Regions from separate parts of the Mus musculus genome. Here region 1 is linked to region 2. A link is a contact called in public Hi-C data. All regions are on one chromosome and are shown on one strand. Each heading gives the region's core, a stretch centred on a gene start, on an enhancer-like site or on the middle of the called end of the contact. The rest is flanking DNA. Distances are from core to core; before and after follow the strand shown.

Region 1 (2,700 bases), core at 67-2,566, 860 kb after region 2:
CCACCGACAGTTTCAAGCTCCGAAATCTCGCTACAAAATAGCTAAGTACAGCTCTAGGAGAAAGTCAAAACAAACCAAAGCTGTATCGCTGACTGCAATGCCAAATACTGACGAGTACCCGTGAGATAGATAGCACATACTGTGTCTGCCTGCCTGTGGAAATGAGGTAGTACTTAAAAGTGTGCGCGCCTGTCTGTGTAAACAACGTCTGCCTGTCTGCTTGTCTGTGTAAGCAATGGATGTCTACCTGCCTGACTATGTAAGTAGAGGTGTATCTATCTGCCTGTCTGTGTAAACAAGGCACCCTGTGCCTGTCTATCTGTTTATGTAAGTAATATCTGTCTTCCTGTCTGTGTAAGCAATGTGTGTCTGTCTGCCTGTCTGTGTAAGTAATAAGGTATCATACTGTGTCTATCTGCCTGTCTGTGCAAGTAATGTGTATCTGGCTTGCTGTCTATGTAAGTAGTGTGTGTGTGTGTGTGTGTGTGTGTGTGTGTGTAAAGCATTACTTGACTAGAACCCCAGACTAAGATGTAGAGTTAAATAAAACGTCTTACATTTTAAGAATTGGTAAGGCACACTACTCATTAACAATTATAGGTCATTTTTTTAATGAAACAATTTCATTCCTTGGAATATATCCTAACAAATAGATAACATTTTAGCAGTAGTGCACACCCAGTGATGTTCACCCCTCTGTAATTAAAAGAACTAATTAATTAATCATTCTTGCAGCAGAATGTCATGTAGCCATCAAAAAGATGATAGACATCACCTGACACATAAAGATATGCACCGACATCTGAAAATATGATAGTGTCTGATAGACCCCAGCTTCGCTCTTTGACTCCTTGGGGGTGCAGACAGAGGGAGGAATACCTCCAGTCCGAGGGTGTAGCAGAATAGGTGAGACTCAAAGGTCAACAGAGCTGGAGAACTGCAGCTGACTGGTTGAAAGACACAGAGTTGAGGATTCTGGTCGTTAAGCCTACAAATCAGTGAGAGGCAACAGTTGGCTATGTCCACAAGGGGCTCACAGTGAAGGCTCCCTCGTGAGCAGGTGGCAGTGCCAGGACCAGCTCTGAAGAGCTTGACCTTCAAGCCCATTTAGGTGGCCCAGGCTTTCTCTCCCTTAGCTCCTCAGAGCCTTTCCCCTGGCCACTGCTTAGCTCCCCAGAGCCTTTCCCCTGGCCGCTGCTTAGCTCCCCAGAGCCTTTCCCCTGGCCGCTGCTTGAGGCTTTGTGAGAGGTCTGCACTTTCCCCCAACCCTGCATGCCCTTCGGGCCTGGCCAGTTCCCTCACATAGGCCAACAAGCTGGCTGAGGAGCCAAGCAGCTCCATGCAGCCTTTCAAGTGTGAGCGCTCCCTCCGCATGCCTCAGCCCAGTGGCTGCCTAGCAGGCTGCACAGGGCTCCTTCCCTTTGTGTTTGAGTCTGGGAAAGTAAATAGAACTTCTCAGATGCTTCTAAATCAGCATTTGAATGTGTCAGCAGTAATTAAAGAGCAAGCTTCAAAAAAAAAATCTGTTATCAAAGCAACCTTAACTAGATTCCTTCAATTTTAATTTGTTTTCAAAATGACTGAGTTTTAAAGATCTTTTCTAAAAATACAAAATAATTCTGCCTTTCAAAAAGTTAGTCCGGAATCTCTAATAAACCAATCACATTTGATTAGCTCCAAACAAGGACAGCCCCCATCCTTGCCCCCTTTTCTCTGTTTCTAAACTTGTTCTGCACCTCAGCTCCCCTACCATGGTCTCTGAGACTCAGGGAACAGGACCGGAAAGGGGGTAGGAAGGCACAAGGTAGGCTTCTCTCCGCAGCACTCCTTCCTGCCCCCACAATGCCCCACACTTCCTGACTATCAGTGACTTTGAGCTTCCCACCTCCAAAATGCCAAACTCATTTTCAAGATTTTCAAGATTGAGATGAGGAAAGTTTAACACGATTTCCCCTCAGTGGAGGAGAGGAGAAGATTTTAGGAACACACGATTAGGGAGAATTAACTTAGCCAGGTATTGGAGCACCTTAGTAAGTGAACTGAACGGTGGCAGGGGAGCACATGCTCCCTGCTGGCTAGAGGACATGCTGGGCGGGACTAAATGTCAACCCCCTGCACCAGCCACCTTGTTGAGTGGCTCAACCATCGACTTTAGGCTAAGGACTCCCAGAAAGCCCAGTAGTGAAAGATTTTAAACCTTGAATCAGCTGCATCCAAATCTTAGCTGTGGACCAGGGGAATCCCAGAGAGCGGAGAGCAACCTCAGAGATCCCCCTGGAGCAAAGGTTTAGCTGTCTCCTCCTGCTCTCGGGATTATGCCAGAGGCCACTGCACCACCATCTTACTCCCCGAAGTTTCCTTAAAAAATACCTGCAGGGACAGTGCTGAGCACAGTCTACACAGGAACTAACAGATCACTCACTGCTCCTAAGCCCACGGGACTCAGAGGCTGCACCGCGGCAAAGTCGAAGGGCGGGAACTCAGCTTGACACAGAGTATGACAGAACCGGGGTCTCGGGGTCACAGGGCCATGGAGCTGCAGTCACAGGGCCAGGGTGGTACAGACTAAGACCATGGAGCAGCTGGGGCTTCGGGAGACATGAGAAAGCCTCACCCAGCCACCCTGGAGCTACAGCAATAGTGAGTGGCTTTTGTCTTCGTTAACAAAACACCTGACAGAAACAACTGTGGAGAGAGGGA
Region 2 (2,700 bases), core at 120-2,619:
TTCCATTCTGTGGCTTAAGGGAGAAGGAACAGATGGGGCCCCAAATGTTTTTGGAAGTGCTCAGTGTGGTGGAGCACCCAGGAAATGGTTTCCCTGTGGATCTGATGCCCTGAGCCTCAGCATGAGCTGAAAGCATCTGGGTTCCTCTCCCTGATGCCACCTCAGATGTACTGGATGGTGGCACATGCTTTTCACACGCATCTGCTATTGCAGAAATGCAAATGTAAACATTAGTCCTCTGAAAGTTGCCGTGGTGTGGTTTTAGAAGGATCCCTGAACAATTTTAGGTCTTAAAACAACAACAACAACAACAACAACAACAACAACAAAAATGTTTCTGTCAGCTTCTGATAGATGCAATCTGATATCTGTGTGTTTTGGGTTCTACAAAGGTGACCTGTAATTATTTTCAAGCAAACTAAATGTATTTTTATCAGTTGCATGTGCACATTGCCAAGGTACTCATACTTAAAATTACCTTTAGTTTATGCCACAAATATCACTTCCCAAGGTCATAAATTGATATTACTAGCTCTGCCCTGAACTGGACCACTATTGAAACAGAGTGTCTTATATCATAGTTCATGTGTATGCACTTTTTAAAAATAATATTGCAACTAAAAATAGTAACACTCAAAATAAGGCAATCTGGAGTATATTTGGCCTCTGGCTCTAGAGTCAGACAACTTGTATTATAATTTCTCAGGGTCAACCACCTATCCTATACTATATTGCACTGCTAATGTAATACTACGAACTCCTTTATTTATAAGGATCCAAAACGTAGAGGCTCACAGTTCTGGCTGCTGATATGCTAAGGTCCTGGGGCACAGTGAGGATTTTCTTGTTGCATCTTAATAGGAATGCAACAAGAGCCAAGGGGGAGAAAGAGAGAGAAAAGGAAAGAATATTTGTGGTGGGAGAGGGGATTAACTGAGCAGTCCATATACTGTCATATACCATATAGGCATTTTACTTCGAATAATCATTCTTAGAATATGATATTTTTTAAAATCTTTATGTGAGTGTAATGTCACAAAGAGGCCTTCTTTTACACCTTCACATTCTTGTCAGCTCTTTGTTTAGCTCTAGGTAACAACCGTTTCTTGGGAACTCCAGAAATAATTGGAAATTAGCTTAAAATGAGCATACCTCTCTGTGCTTTGGGCATATGTTGTTCTGGAATCGTCAGAAACACTGCTGAGTGCACATTTTAAAAATTAGAGTAGTAAGCAGGTCTTTGTCTGAGGAAAAGTGCTTAGCCTCCTGTAAGAAGTGAAAAAGATGAGGAGTCAAACTGCTCCGGAGACAAAGGAGGGGAGAGAGAATAAAACCTCCTTTGTGCAGGCCTTGCTTGACGCCAGGATGCCACCATGAATAGTTTGGCTTTTAAGTGGAAGCAACTGAATGGGCTAGCGCTGGCTTTTGGAGAGCACTTTGTTCATAGCATTGTGGCAAGACGTATGAAGAAAAAAGATGATTTAGTTAGTGTATGAGTGGAAGCAGGCAGAAGACAGAAAGCTATACCACTTGCAGAAATGAAGAAAGGAGGAGAGGTAGAGGTGGTTGGTTTGCCCGTTTCTACGAACACTGAGCACTGTATTCGCACTGTGATTCTCAGCGCATTTCAGCTGTCAGCTGGAAGGGAAGAATGTAACCTGTGGCACCCTATGGTTCCTGTGGTTGGGACAACCGATACAAGGATTGCCCCATAAATAGGGTCCATACACAGGCTGTCTGTAAAACAACCTTACTTGGTTAAAAATGGAAACAAAGGATGAAGCTTTCACTGTTGCTGGGTTTCGGTTTGGGGGGTTGTTTGTTTGTTTATTTGTTTTGTTTGTTTTTGTTGGGGGGGTTGATTTTGGTTTTCCAAAACCAGCCCTTGAACCTGTTTGTCCTCTATAGGTCTTTCTCAGTGTCTTTGCCTGAAGTGACAAGGCTAGTGCTGACTCAGCATAAGAAGCCCACATATTTGCTCAATGCTGCTCCTGGCCTCGCCGGTTCACATCTGCACCACTCGCGTGGCTGCTCTGCAGGAGCTGCTCCGTGCAGATGTCAGTTGACTGATTGTTATGAGCACATCCAGTTGCTGACTATGCCTTCGCTGACCACTATAACTCTACACAGTTCTTCTCTATTCCCTTCAGTTTAGAGAAAAGTAAACGTGCCGTGGGCTTCTAGGTCCAAGTTCCATGAAGGGACTGCTTTTTCCCCACCCTTGCACACATTTTGCCAGGCTCATGAAGATCCTTTCCCTTGGTGCCTTTCCTTGTCCGGTGCCTATATTCGTGGTTCTCTTGCTGTATCACATTGCAGCTGGTTGTCACCGGTCAGTCATCAATTTCTCTGCCCTTTTCCCCCTCATCCCCAACTTTCTGTATCTCTGTAGGTCATGCCAGGGTCACAGACTATTTTTTAATAGAAATCAAACCGCATAAAATTATAGTCTAAGACACACTCCTTTGATCAAGTTGTGAAGCTCATTAACTACATTTTATGCTTCCTAGGTCAGCTATGTGGCGCAAAACAGGAACTAAAGTTTAATAGGGACTGTATTTCTGAAGATAGAAGATAGGTTCACCTTTTCTATAAACCTACCTTACCTTGCCTGGTGTTACAGGATGCAGGGGTGGGTTTGTAGGAGTCCGATGTCTGCTGTTTCCATAAACCTCTAAGTCTGAAGCAGGCTATGTACTG

Evidence for each region. Hi-C and Micro-C count contacts between places; a contact is called where the count stands out from the background.
Region 1: a Hi-C map of neural progenitor cells shows a contact between it and region 2, with 3 times the contacts expected there. The contact joins two enhancer-like sites. A contact is called at or near these places in 11 of 484 Hi-C or Micro-C datasets (cochlea, embryonic fibroblasts, embryonic stem cells and 5 more), 4 of 115 datasets of contacts at active chromatin or transcription factors (acute myeloid leukemia, astrocytes, embryonic basal ganglia and 1 more) and 1 of 9 other capture datasets (embryonic stem cells).

Annotation. Positions count from the first base shown.
Region 1 is chr2:68,345,750-68,348,449 of GRCm38.p6, forward strand. All of the region lies in intron 10 of Stk39 (serine/threonine kinase 39), which reads right to left. Among named protein-coding and RNA genes, the nearest start is that of Stk39, 120 kb to the right of the region's middle. Within about 2 kb of position 1,317, at least 47 of the 459 cell types and tissues checked have an H3K27ac peak or open chromatin away from gene starts, as enhancers often do. A contact at or near this core is called in neural progenitor cells and stem cell-derived neural stem cells, where this site is marked.
Region 2 is chr2:67,487,297-67,489,996 of GRCm38.p6, forward strand. All of the region lies in intron 3 of Xirp2 (xin actin-binding repeat containing 2), which reads left to right. Among named protein-coding and RNA genes, the nearest start is that of Gm13601, 28 kb to the right of the region's middle. Within about 2 kb of position 1,370, at least 23 of the 459 cell types and tissues checked have an H3K27ac peak or open chromatin away from gene starts, as enhancers often do. A contact at or near this core is called in neural progenitor cells and stem cell-derived neural stem cells, where this site is marked.